Regions from separate parts of the Capsicum annuum genome. Here region 1 is linked to region 2. A link is a contact called in public Hi-C data. All regions are on one chromosome and are shown on one strand. The core of a region is the stretch at or near the end of the contact, and the rest is flanking DNA. Distances in the headings are between cores, read along the strand shown. Region 1 has its middle 18 kb from the start of LOC124888767. Region 2 holds the start of LOC107852748 (inorganic pyrophosphatase TTM2).

Evidence for each region. A called contact is a pair of places that touch in the nucleus more often than the background predicts.
Region 1: a Hi-C map of bud shows a contact between it and region 2, with 2.9 times the contacts expected there. The contact joins the enhancer-like site here to the promoter of LOC107852748 in region 2. A contact is called at or near these places in 3 of 5 Hi-C or Micro-C datasets (bud, leaf and placenta).

The regions. Positions count from the first base shown.
Region 1 is chr11:6,536,829-6,544,239 of UCD10Xv1.1, forward strand. No RefSeq gene overlaps it. Among protein-coding and RNA genes, the nearest start is that of LOC124888767, 18 kb to the right of the region's middle. Within about 2 kb of position 5,968, at least 2 of the 5 cell types and tissues checked have an H3K27ac peak or open chromatin away from gene starts, as enhancers often do. A contact at or near this core is called in leaf, where this site is marked.
Region 2 is chr11:6,490,648-6,497,125 of UCD10Xv1.1, forward strand. LOC107852748 (inorganic pyrophosphatase TTM2) reads right to left here and starts at 3,028. Exons shown (of 13, transcript XM_016697790.2): 1 at 2,893-3,028; 2 at 1-169. The coding sequence starts at 146.

The sequences.
Region 1 (7,411 bases), core at 4,718-7,217, 49 kb after region 2:
GCGATCAATCACTACAATTTGATTTGAGTTTACATTTAAGAGAAAAGACAGAGGAAGTGTCGAGTTTGGAACAAAGAACGAATCGAATTTGTTTGAATGGGGTTCTATAGGTTTATTGAATCGGATAGTGGATTTGGGTTAATTATTTAGGATAAAAAATTAAAATTAAAAAAAGAACAAAATACCCCTTGAAATATGATAAATGGTACGTATATAAACACCCATCATACTTTGGGCACACATGTGCCCTTACCGTTAGTGTGAGGGACATATATGTACTATTTCATTAACGATAGGGGTATATGTGTACACAAAGTATGACAAAGGGTGTATATATATATATATATATATATCATTTATCATAGTTCAGGGGTATATTTATCCCTTTTCGTTTATGTTATAAGAGCATATGATGGTCATAGAGATTCTGTTAATAAGGAGAAAGACTTGAAGACTAAGGTTGTAAAAATGATAAAAAAAATCTAAGATTTTTTAATGTGAAGGTATGTAACCAAAGTACTTGATGAAGGTTTTCTTAATCATTCAATTTTAATCATTGTATTTGTTTATTTTTTAGATAGCGATTTGCTAGAGGAGAAAGAGTTTTTTAGACTAGATTTTTGTAGATTTGAATCTTTTGTTGTTTAAAATTTGTTAAGGATGCAAGATAAGAGTATTTGATGAAGGACTTAATCTTAATAATTCATATTTTAGTTATTATATTTGTTTATTTTTTTAGATAGAGATATTGAAAATAATATGAGTATCTTTTTTATTTTTTTTTATTTTGATGAAATATATAACACATATATTTAGTCATTTTCCACATTAACCCGGGACATATACTATATAATTAACTAAATAATATATATTCATTGTCCTTGCAAATTCAAAAAATATTCAATTTACTTGGAATACAAATTTTGTGTCAATGTATTAATATTATCTCTTCATTTAAATGAATATTATATTTATTTAAGCGTTAATTTATACTACCCATAATTCATTCTTATAATTATATATTTATGTCTTTTTTTATAAGAATAAAAATTCACGTGCAACACACGTATCCTAAACTAGTATATTATAAAACAAGAAAGAATAGAGAAGAAGAATAGAGAATAGAGAGTAATTGTTATTTCTCTTGAGGGATTATTTACAATGAAGGAAACCCTTCTATTTATAAGAGAAATTTACTCCTAGTTTCTGACTAAAAGATAGATACTTTAAATCCTGATAGATATCAATTAGATCTTGATAAATCTTATCTATATTATTGATAGACATTCATTATAATGTAAATAATTCATAACAGTCCCCTTGAATGTCTAATTGATAGATAATGTGTCTCATTAAAACCTTACTAGAAAAAAGCCCCAATGAGATAAAAAATCTAGTGAAGAAAAAAGAATACACATCTCTAACAATACGCATATAGGCTGGCTCATTAAAAACCTTACAAGGAAAATCCAGTGGGACAAAACCTTGAAAGGGAAAAAGAGTACTACGCGTATTTGCTCCCTTTAATGAGAACATCCTTGAACCTTTGTATCCCGATCTTATGCACCATCTTCTTAAAAGTTGCAATTGGAGGAGATTTGGTGAATAAATCAACCACATTACCACTTGAACGAATCTGTTGCACGTTAATATCACCATTTTTTTGTAGCTCATGTATGTAGAAAATATGAACTGTGCTTCGTTCTGCCTCCTTTTATGAATCCTCCTTTAATATGTGTTATGCATGCTGAATTATCTCTATATAAAATTATGGATACATTGTCACATTTCAAACCACATTTTTCTCGAATGAGATCTATCATGGACCTAAATCATACACATTCCCAGCTTTCTTTATGAATAGCTATTATCTCAGCATGATTTGATGAAGTGGCTATGATAGACTGCTTTGTATATCTCCAAGATATGGCAGTATCCCCACATATGAACACATAGCCTGTTTGAGATTGAGATTTATGCGAGTTAATTAAAAACCTAGCATCAACATAATCAATAATATCGAGACTGGAATCTTTAGAATGATATAAGATCATGTGTTTGATCCAATTTCGATGTCTCCTAGTAGGAGCAAAACTATACCTTGCTAACAAATTAATCGAAAAGGCTATATAAGGCCTTGTAGTATTTGCAAGGTGTATTTTGTCAAGTGACAATATTCAATATTTTATGTGTGACATCTTCAAGTGTGTGGAATGCAAATCAAATAAATTTTCACTTACCAAGATACACCCTTTCATGTCACTTGATAAATTTTTCTACGTCAGCATGCTTAGATTAACGTAAAATTCAGTTCCTCGTAGTCTTTTATAATATTGCTCCAATATTGTATCAAAGATATCATTGATGATATAACATTTCATATCGGTTCACAATGTGACATAACATTTTGAGATCTCATCACTTCATTATTTTCAAGTACCTGAACCTCTTATAAGGTTTCATGAAGTGTTATGTCGTAGTTTCTAAGAGTACATTACCTTCTTATTATGATTATTTGCTCCTTATCCTTTTCAAGGATTATTTCATTTAGAACCGATTGATCTACTACGCTTCATGCATGCATAGATTTTGTTCTTTAGGGACACAAAATAGTAGCACGTGGAGCTTATATATGAGATGCTTTCGGCATTTGACTTGAATTATTTTTTGAATGAGGATCTGTTGATAATTTCTAACATATTTCTTATCTGCTTATAATCTCCCCTTTATGCTAGGAAAACTAACATACATCCCCCTTCTTCTTTGAGGAATTCATCTTTGTGCATCATGGTATATTTATTAATTGTATACCGCACATTAACTATTAGATGGACAACGTGTGATTCTTGACTTAGAACCAACTTTGAGGGAAAATTAATTATAATTTATTGATTTTATGCGTACAAGTACTTATATATATAATATTTCAAACCAACACATGAAACTTCTGTTCTCAATGGTTTAACTATTTATTGAAGGTATTCTATGCTAAACGATGATCATCAAGATGAATTGTCTTGATTGCACAATCTGAAAGTTATGCTTTTAACTCAATTTTATTGAGCAAGCAGCTTTATGAATGTCAAACTGTAGGTTGACAATAAACGCACATGTGATCATCTTATATTGATACATCTTAATAGATCACATGACTGATGAACGGGCCCATATTCACCTTTTATATTTTTCAGATTTTAAGGGATCCAATCCCAATATTTGTTGGTCCAACCAACTTATTATGAGAACAAGCATTAAAAGTAATAAAAAATTTTCTAATTCTTCAATATATGTTACCTACTCAGTATGCACATATTTGGGATGTGACAATTGTTCATATCAATTTATGAACTTTTATACTAGTAAACTCCAAGTTTACCATGACATGTACCTTTTTTCTTTAGTAAATTTCAGATTTACTATTACATGAATAAATTTCAGATTTACTACTTCAGAAGTAGATTTCAAAATAACTTTTCTCAATTATTCAACCTCTTTCGGATGTAAGTTGTGATACCATCACAATCAAGTGCACGTTTGCATTAATAAGTTTCTCATTACCCAGGAATGAAATATAAGCATGCCTTAAGCGTATCAAATTATGATAGGTACTACAAAAATAAATTGAGGCATACATATGGTTTATTGATACCACATTCAATTCAAGGAATGAATCATATTTAATGGGACTTGTTTACTCATTATTTTGCCTTATCCATCATAATATCATCAATATGGTGCATTAAGATTAAAATTCAACGTCTTATCCATATAAAGACATCTTAGGCATAAATTCATGGGATTTGAACCCAACATATTATCATCCCTTTTGATAATATTATTTTTGAGGAATACATTTAAAATACAAATGGTTCCAAACCAATTATTATTTTTTCCTCAAATCCAACAATAATTATATCATTAGTACCAAAAGACAAATAACATAAGAAATTACTAATCTTGAAATTACTTTTAGAATAATAATCTCACCTTATTTTGGTAGAGTCTATCTCACCTTGTTTGGACAGAGTCTCGTACTGAAAACGTGTTATAAAACAAAAAAGAATAGAGAATAGAGAGAATTGTTATTTCTCCTGAGAGATTATTTACAATGAAGGAAACCCTTCTATTTATAAGAAAAATTTACTCCTAATTTCTGACTAAAAGACAGATACTTTAAATCCTAATAGATATCAACTAGATCTTAATAAATCTTATTATATCTTGATAGATCTTATCTATATTCTTGATAGACATTCACTATAATGTAAATACATTCATAACAATATATACTTTTTTCTTCAAATATTTTTTCACTATCAATTTATTACCAAATAAAATGTACAACTATTTTGTAGATATTTTTATATGTATCCACGTAAGTAGTCCATTATTGGACTGGGTCAAGATTTTAATGAAGATATAATATATAGTTGACAAAAAGTAGGATCTTCATTGGTGGATTGTAAAAAAGTGAGAAAACATGAAAGAAGGAAAAAGTGCAAAAAGTGAACATTCATAATAATTATTCACGTACCCAAAAAAGAAGATGCAAATATATAAATAAACAAGAGAGAGAAGGGGGTTTCCATAAGCTTTTTCCATAACCATTTTCTAATCTTAATGTTAATCTCTGAATTATGGACACCATTCAACCAGACCCACCTGACCATATGGCTCTAGACACAGCCAAGCAGGATCCCATTTCAAGAAACACTCAGGAAAAGCTCAACTTCTTGCGTACCTTATCCCAACCGGCGCCTATGCTCCAACTCAGTGATCAGACGCAGTAGATTGCAATTGACACAGATATGGATATGGGGAGTAATGAGAGCCAGGCTTTAGATAACATATTACTAACAAGGGACGACAAAGATAGAATTCACAAACCTTGGGCATACTCGGTCATAATAAAACTGACCAAAATTAAAATTAGTCACGAATATCTCAAACACAAGCTCAAGTTATTGTGGAAACCCAATGAAGAAGTAATACTCATTGATCTAGGAAACAACTATTTTACTGTTAAATTCATGAAGGAAGAGAATATGATTATTGCAATCCAAAAAGGACCATGGTTCATTAACGGGGCTTTCCTATCTGTCTGAAAATGGCAACCAAACATTGTAGCTTCAACAGCTGCTGATCGTTACTCCGCAATTTGGATTAGACTACCAGAACTCCCGACAGAGTAGTACGACCACGCAATTCTGTCAAAGATAAGCAGCAAATAGGGTAAATTGGTCAAAACTGATATATGCACATCTGCAACTTTGAGAGGTAGATATGCTCGTATATGTGTGGAAGTCCCCCTAGGTGTTCCAGTTAGATCATACATCTACATAGGTCATCTGAAGCAGAAGATAGTTTACGAGAGAGCAGACATACTTTGTATAACCTGTGGACTGTTGGGACATACTTTAGCTACATGGCCCATTGTATCAAAGGCAACAACAGAGGGAACAGTGACGAGTGAGGAGCCTCCTGCACTATTACAAGGTTCAAGACCCCAGACAGACCAGGAATGAAAGGTGGTCACATTCTGTAATCGACAAAAATCAAAGCAAAAAAAGAAAAAACAGGCAATGGATCAAGGTAAGTCTATGTCACATAACAGGGATATTACAACAGGCCATCAGACTCCTAGTGAGGGCATTAGTGTTAAGATTTTTAGTGCAGACACTGGTAAGTATCTTGACCAACAAGTCTATAAATATATAGCTAAAAATAAGTGTTCCACAACACAACGAGATTCTCCAAAAAAAAATATTTTGACTTCTAATTCTTTTAATTTATTGGAGAAAGAGGTGGCGGCGGCTACAACCCTTAGCTAGCCCCAAGTAAAGGTAGTAATATGGAAAATCCCAAAATTCCCCTAGGGCAACAAAAATTAAATGCTACAGTATTTAACCCCACTGCCAACTCATCATCTACGATGACCCCTACAAAAGTCTTACGAGCCACTGAACAGACACCTATGTTTTCATCCTCCGCATGCCCCAATAATAGCCCTCACATGTGCGTAGCTCTGTGTCCACTAGCCCAACATGCCAAAATAGCACTTTTTGTGGAGCATCACATAATAAAGATACTAAGAACAGTAACCAAATCCCCAATACCAATTTGCTAGATTTGGATAAGGGCCCTATAAAATATCCCTTCCAATTATCTTCCAATGTCCAAGGAACGTCCCATTCTAATATAAAAACTGACTCAGTGTCTCAACACTTACCACATTAAACAAACCTTTTTATAAATAAGTATGCCAAGGCGCCCAAGAAGACATCTTCTTCGCAGAATCAACAGAAGAAGACTACTACCTCCAACAACGATGAATCCCCTAAACCAAAGCGCACCATCGATCTTCCTCCCTCTGGTGTATCTCTATCCTGTTTCGGGGTTATTGGAGGGATCTGTACCCATCTTCTCCTCCCTTGTAGCACCAACAAATCTGAACCCTTCTTCTTGGGTGGAGATGGCTCTGTAGGGTCAAGCCTTAATAATAACGGTGTTCCTAGAGAACAGGGAGACGATGCTTGTCATTCAAAACTCGGAGCTTCTTGCTCATCTGGCTTCAGAGGGGATGAGGCGTGCCATGGAGCTTTACAACGGGCATCTATGGCTGTCGATGGTGTTCTGGGCACCGCTGAACACTCCAGTACCATCCCTTCTATTCTTTCACATCCCCACTTGAGAAACCCTAACGATATCGGTGCAGCAGATGCAGCAGCCAGGGTTGAATCCAGTATCTCCACCTTTCTTTCCAACCTATCACAACTTCATGGACATAGACTCACTGTAACACCACTGGCAAATGCAGGGCTCGATGGGGGAGGTTCCCATATCACCATCCCAGCTGAGCCCTACTGGTCCACTTCAGAATGCTCCTACTCAAATTCCAGTCAATACGGCATCGTCATCCCAGGTACCTCTAAATAATAAATTGACTCATCCTATTCCTGTGAACACATCAACACAAGAAATAGAGGAAGCATTAGAGGTAATGAGGGAAACAAGAACCAAAATAACAGTATTAAAAGACATAAAAGTAATGGTCTTCAACGACAAACACGCCAAGAAGTTCATCCTTATCTGTCCCCAAAACTTAATAAAGACATCCCTAAACATCCGACGCCCTTTCAATCCCCAGGTGAGGAATTATGTATTAGTCATGAACTTGACGATACTGAATCAATCTTCCCCCTTGACGAACTACTCAAGGGCAGTTCCATTAATCAACCCGCCACACTAACAAAGATCAATGAATATAATAGTATGGAACTGTAGGGGAGCCAATGGGAAATAATTTAGGAGGAACTTTCGTTCCCTAGTGGACTGGCACAAGCCACCGGTTGTTGCCTTGCTAGAAACAAAAATGCAAGACCATCTACCTTTGCTAAATGACTACCCTTTC
Region 2 (6,478 bases), core at 1,778-4,277:
AAGAAACCTTTCTCAAATGACAAATTATCAGGTATCGAGACAATTTCATATCGATCACTGTTCTTTCTCTTGACTAGTCGAACCTGGTCCTTCAAGAGACCAGCTCTCCGATTAGCAGATTCAGCATTACTAGTATCTTTAGCCATTTACAATAAACACGATGGCGAATCTGAAATTACAAAATAACCCGTATAAAGATCAGAAAGAGAATATTATAGATCCAGTATAAAGAAAATGCCAAAATGATGCAATTCACAACCACGGACCCGGCAAAGTTTCTTATCTAATATTGATACACAGAAGATAAAGCACTGGGAAGCATTACAACATAACACATCACAAAATATAGTCACTGCTTACTTTTAATCACAGAAACTCCAATCATGACTTGTAAAAATTGTTTGTTAGTTGAATTCACTTGAAATCTCCAATGGCTTAGTTGCATCAGTGAGACATGGATAAGCGGAGAAGAGAAACAATAATATATGGCTTGCTGCTATAGCAGATTGCTAGTCTCGTATATGTTATTATCTGGTGTGCTAATACCTGTTGTTTCGTATTCCTTAACTACTTCTTTTCAGGACTGTGTTTGTCTTGAGCCGGGGGTCTGTCGGAAACAGCCTATCTCACGCTGAGGTAGTGGTATGGACTGCGTACACTTACCCTCCCCAGCCACCAGCCTTCTACATGAATAAAACAGAATATGCCATAAAAGGTTAAACTTACCTCTGCATACTCTGCCAAAACTGTACGAACTAACTAATATAGTTATTAGTAAGTTACTCGTCCATTCAGACAAACAATAATGCTGCCGCCTGTCGTACTGCATTTCTACTGAAGACCACATATCTAGCTTGATGCAATTATCAAGGAACAAAATACATACATTTTCCTGCAAACTCTGGTACAAACCAAGCTTACAACTATTTTAAATAAAGACAAATCTTTAAGACAGAAAACACTAAAACTCAGACATTAGAAAATCAGCAATAGGATCAGTTTGATTTTCCAATATATTTGCTAGCATTAAATTGAAAATTCAACACCAACAACAACAGCATACCCAATGAAATGTGTACGCAGACCTTACCTCTACCTCACGGGCTTGTGTACAGCAAATCAAAGTAGGTATGAATAGGGTAAAAACAAAATGAAGAAAACATAGCCACTAGTTGAACAAAACAGTAACAGTAACAAAATAGTGCGATAACCGAAACACAATAAACACAGATGATGATATGAAATCAAAATTGATAGACTACAAGAATAAGGCTAATACTACAGCAGACAACACCCCCACTGCCTACTAACCTTCTACCCTAATTTGCAACCTTTACACCCTCCTATTAAAGGCCATGTCCTCAGTAAGCTGAAGTTGCGTCATGTCCTGCCTAATCACCTCTCCCCACTACTTTTTTGGCCTACCTCTACCTTCCTTGTATCCACTATATCCGAACTCTAGAACCTCCTCACGGGGACATCTGCGCTTCTCCTCTTCACATACCCAAACCATCTCAACTTCGCTTCTCTCATCTTGTCCACCACGGAAGCCACTCCCACCTTGTCCCGGATATCCTCATTCTTGATCCTATCGCTTTTAGTATGCCCACACATCCATCTCAGCGCCCTCAATTCCACAACTTGGGTACCCAGCCATTAATGTTTGTTAAAATTGAATAAAAGAGGTATCTTTAATCAAACCAAAATTCACAGGCAACTGATATTAAAATTGCAGCAGCAAACTAGAACATTCATCTAATTACAAACCCTTTTTACCTCTTTCCAATCAAGACATTACAACAACAACAACAACATATCCAGTGAAATCCAACAAGCAGGGTCCAGTAATAGGCAGACCTTACCCCTACCTCGTGGAGGTAGAGAGGCTTTTTCCGGAGGACCCTCGAGTAGAGCAAATCAAAGTAGGTATAAAACATAAAAACACGATGAAGAAAACATAGCTACTAATACAAAATAGTGTGATAACCAAACACAACAAACAATAGAATCAAATTAACACATTGCAACTAAGAAATTCAATCCTAGCAACATTACTAGATTAAGAAAAATAAAAGAGATCACCCATTTAACAAAACCAAGAAAGAGAAACAAGAAATACTCAGATAAGCAAAACTAAAATCCTTAGCCAAACAACACCAAAAAACAATCTTTTTGAATACCACTAGTTTCAGTAGCAAAAAAAGTCACAAAACAAGAAAACCAACCAAGAAACAGAAAAACTAAAATCCTCAGCAAAACAACACAAAAAAAAAAAACTTTTTGAATACCCTTTAAGATTCAATAGCAAAAAAGATGACACAAAACAAGATAACCAACTTCAGCATTTAGCCAAGAAACAGAAAAACTAAAACCCTCAGCAAAACAACACTAAAAAAACAATCTTTTTGAATACCCTTTCAGATTCAATAGCCAAAAAAGACACAAAACAAGATAACCAACTTCAGCATTTAGCCCAAAAAACACAAGTAAAACAAGAAAATACAATGGGAAGCCAATAAATACAAAAACAAAAACAAACACAAAATATTTGAGATTAACAAAAAAAAACCATATCAGTCATTATACAAGAAGTTCAATTCCAGAAACATTAGTTAAAAAAAGATCACTCATTTAATAAAAATCAAGAAAGAGAAACAAAAACTAAAATCCTCAACAAAACAACACCAAAAAAGCATTCTTTTTAAACACCCTTTCAGATTCAACACCAAAAAATAGCACAACAGAATCAAGAAAACCAACTTCAGCATTTAAGCACAATGGGAAGCCAATAAATAGAAAAAACAAAAACCCCAAAAAATATTTGGAATAAAAAAATATATACACATATATATAAGCCATTGTTACAATTTAAAATAGCAAGAAAATACTAACCAATTTTTATGGCTATATGATACAGTAGGGGGTTACTGCAGCTAGTTACAGCTTACAACTTTTTTGGCCGTTTACTTCTTCTACACAAAGGGTTCAATTTATATATGTTTGTTTTATTTTATTTTATTTTTTAATTTTTAAATGTTTAAAAAAAATTATTTTTATTTTTGGCTTTCGGTGTATAGAGATATTTTAGGTAAAATGTGAACGAAAGTGAATTTCCAGAAGGTGTTGGCAAATGGGAATTATGGAGAGTTTGACACGAAATTGAATAGGGGAGAGTCCAAAGTATTTATTATTGCTTTTTTATATATCATATAAAAAAATATTTATTATTGCATCCAATAAAAGAAATTGGTATTTTTGTTATTGTGAAAATGAAATAAATTTATGATAGAGTTTAACAGTATTTTTGTCCTTTTTTTCAAAAAAATTTATTCGATTTTTTATATTCATATTGAAGCCTCGATTGATTTGAATCGTACATATTCTGGGGTGGGGCTCCAATAGAATCGGAGATTTGAACTTGAAACAGCTAATTAAAGATGAAATAGTTTCGATATTTTCTATTTTTTAGTCATTGATAAAAATTAATTTTAGTCTTTGTAGTATCTGACTAAATTAATTGAATCTTTAATTACTTAAATACTTCTATTTTTATATAAAGATAAATCTCATTACTATTGAAATAAGATTACTTAATTACTCCTCATCTCATATCTTTTCAATATTACATAAAAATTTAGAAAATTGCTAGTCGAATACACTGTTAGCCGAATACATTACTTTTTTTAATACATTGTGTTGTTGATATATAATATATAATATCAGACAAAATTCAATGTATCATCGCATAATTAATTCACGATATATAAGTTAGTAGGTTAGTTATCATGTATTATGATTATAATTAATTTAGGATGCATAAGTTAATCCATGATACATCATCTCACGCACAAGTTTCTTGAATACATTACTTTTTGCATATAAAATTTGAGATAGGATTTAATTATATCAAAGAGATGGAATATTATGTAGATATAATAATATTATTAGTGTTGTGACGTAGTTATTTTTTATTTTTTTTATGAATATTCATAAATTTTTAGAATTAATAACCGTTCTTCATTGTTTAATTACATACGTATTATATGAAATAATATTGTTACTCCATATTTGAGGCTATTGTACTTCTAAAAATAATTCGTCAAACATAATATATTACCTACAAGATACATGAGAGAAGTGAGACTGAAATGATTCGGGCATACGAAAAGAAGGTGCATGAATGCGACCGTTAGGATATGAGAAGTCAATTGTAGCAAAAGTTACGAGAGGTAGAGGTGAGTTCAAAAAAATATTAAGGAAAATTAGACAGGATGTGACACAAATATTAACTTCAAAATAAGATTTAGATAGAACGGTATAGAAATCGCATATTAATTAGTCGAGTGTGGTCATCCATTAGGTGGGCAAGGCGGGGGCTTGCCTATATTCTCTTTTCCTTGGTAATCGCATAGTTTTTTTGTTTTTTTTTCGGTTAACAATCGCATAGTTTTTTATTCTTTTTTGTGTTTCTACTATTGTTACTTCATATTGTTTTGTATTTTTGAATAACTTTTCTTTTTAACTCGACGATCTATCAAAAAAAAAAAATTCTATCCCCACAAAGTTGGATTAAGGTTGACATATTTTACTTTCTTCAAATTTTATTTGTAAATTATACTGGATATATTTTTATTGTTGTTTACCTACATAAAAGGATCAAAAATATATCGTTAAATTAATCGAAGATTGAATGTAACGATTCATATTCCATGACAAACAAAATAATATTCTCTCTCTTTAATTTTACCTGTCACTTTTTGATACATTGCACCCATTAAAAAAATAATGATTGGTATAAGGACTTTATCATATTACCCATAGTTATTGATTGTTGGCACTGGAAAAATGATTTGAAGAATATCTTTTTTTTTATTTGTTGAAAATAACAAGTAAAAATAATAATTAAATTAGAAAAATAGTGATAAGTAAATCTGAATGGAGGAAGTAATTTGTCAATAATTGAGGGGGGAAAATTGTTATTCTCATTTGTTGTAAGTGCCTAGAAGAAAATAATTTATAGTAGTAATATTTTAAGCGTTCAGAATTATTATTATTATTATTACTAGTCAAGTATACATATTTTACACGTGTGTATGAAGATAATAATAAGTGTATATAAAAGAATAAATTTCTATCATTTATATCGAACAACATAACTGATCCTGCCTTTAAAAATCCTGCTTTTACGAATCAAATCCATTTAAAGTCAAAGAAAAGCTTACCCTTCAAAAGATCTCATATTTCTCTCTTTTCATACTGATCACGTCAAGATACGTAAAATAAGATTTCATTTCATGCATCTTCTCATTCAAGACAAATAATTATAAATTATAAAGATATGGACAAAAAAAATATATGACATATTGAAATATCAATTATTTAATATTATATTTTGAAAGAAAAAACATATTTTAGAGTCTTGATGACAATACTAAAACGTAAAATGAGCAATTCAAATTATCCCTGATGGAAGAATGAAATTGGTTATAAATTTGATTTATCAACGCACGAAATCTCTAATTACCACTATTTTTTATCTTCTAGCCAACTAAAGACTTTGTTTAATACTTGTAACACTATGATTTGTTTGTTATAATGAGAAATCACATTTTCACTTTATTTTTATCTCAAAAAAAATTTAAAATATAATTATGAATTGGACAAAAGAGTATTAACATGAAATACGCCCTAATAAGAATTAGAACTAATATGCATAAAAAATAAAAGTTAGAATAGAAAAAATATACCTTAAATTTCCTTGTAATCAATACCTTGTAATTGATACGAAGTTTTGTCCGCATGTTTCACATAAATCGTTTTTCATCTACACAAATATATTAAAGAATCAATCAATAATGATTTATTTACGAAGGCAAATACAAATAATAAAAGTTTATGAAAAATTATCTTAAAAATTAAAGAATCTTCAGTTTTGTTAAGCCTAATTTAAAGCAACAATAAAAAAAGACGAACTTATTTGAAGGTAAATTTAAACAAACAAACAAAAAAAGGCATCAAATATAGAAGTTTAAAACCCCAGACGAATTTATTTGCAATCAAAAGAAAACATTGAAAAAGGTAAAAAAAAAATATATTTAATGTGATTAAAATATATTTAATGTGATTCTTTACATATATTATTTTAGAACTGATAATTTATTTTCATATATTTTATGTAGTTTAGGATTCTTAATCTTTTCATATATTTATTTTTTCAGTTTTTTTCCATATATTTTAGGATTGCTTGATTTAATAATATAATAATTGAAGGAAACAGGTGAAAAGATGATTTTATCTATTACAAAGTGTTTTTAATAAAGGACAAAAAATTCGAATCACTTTTGTAAGTGTCTTCACACAAATATAGATTATAGATATAGATTTAGATTATGGATTATAGATTATAGATTATGATATAACAATATTAATAATAATTATTATTATTATTATTATTATTGATTTATAACTATAATTTATA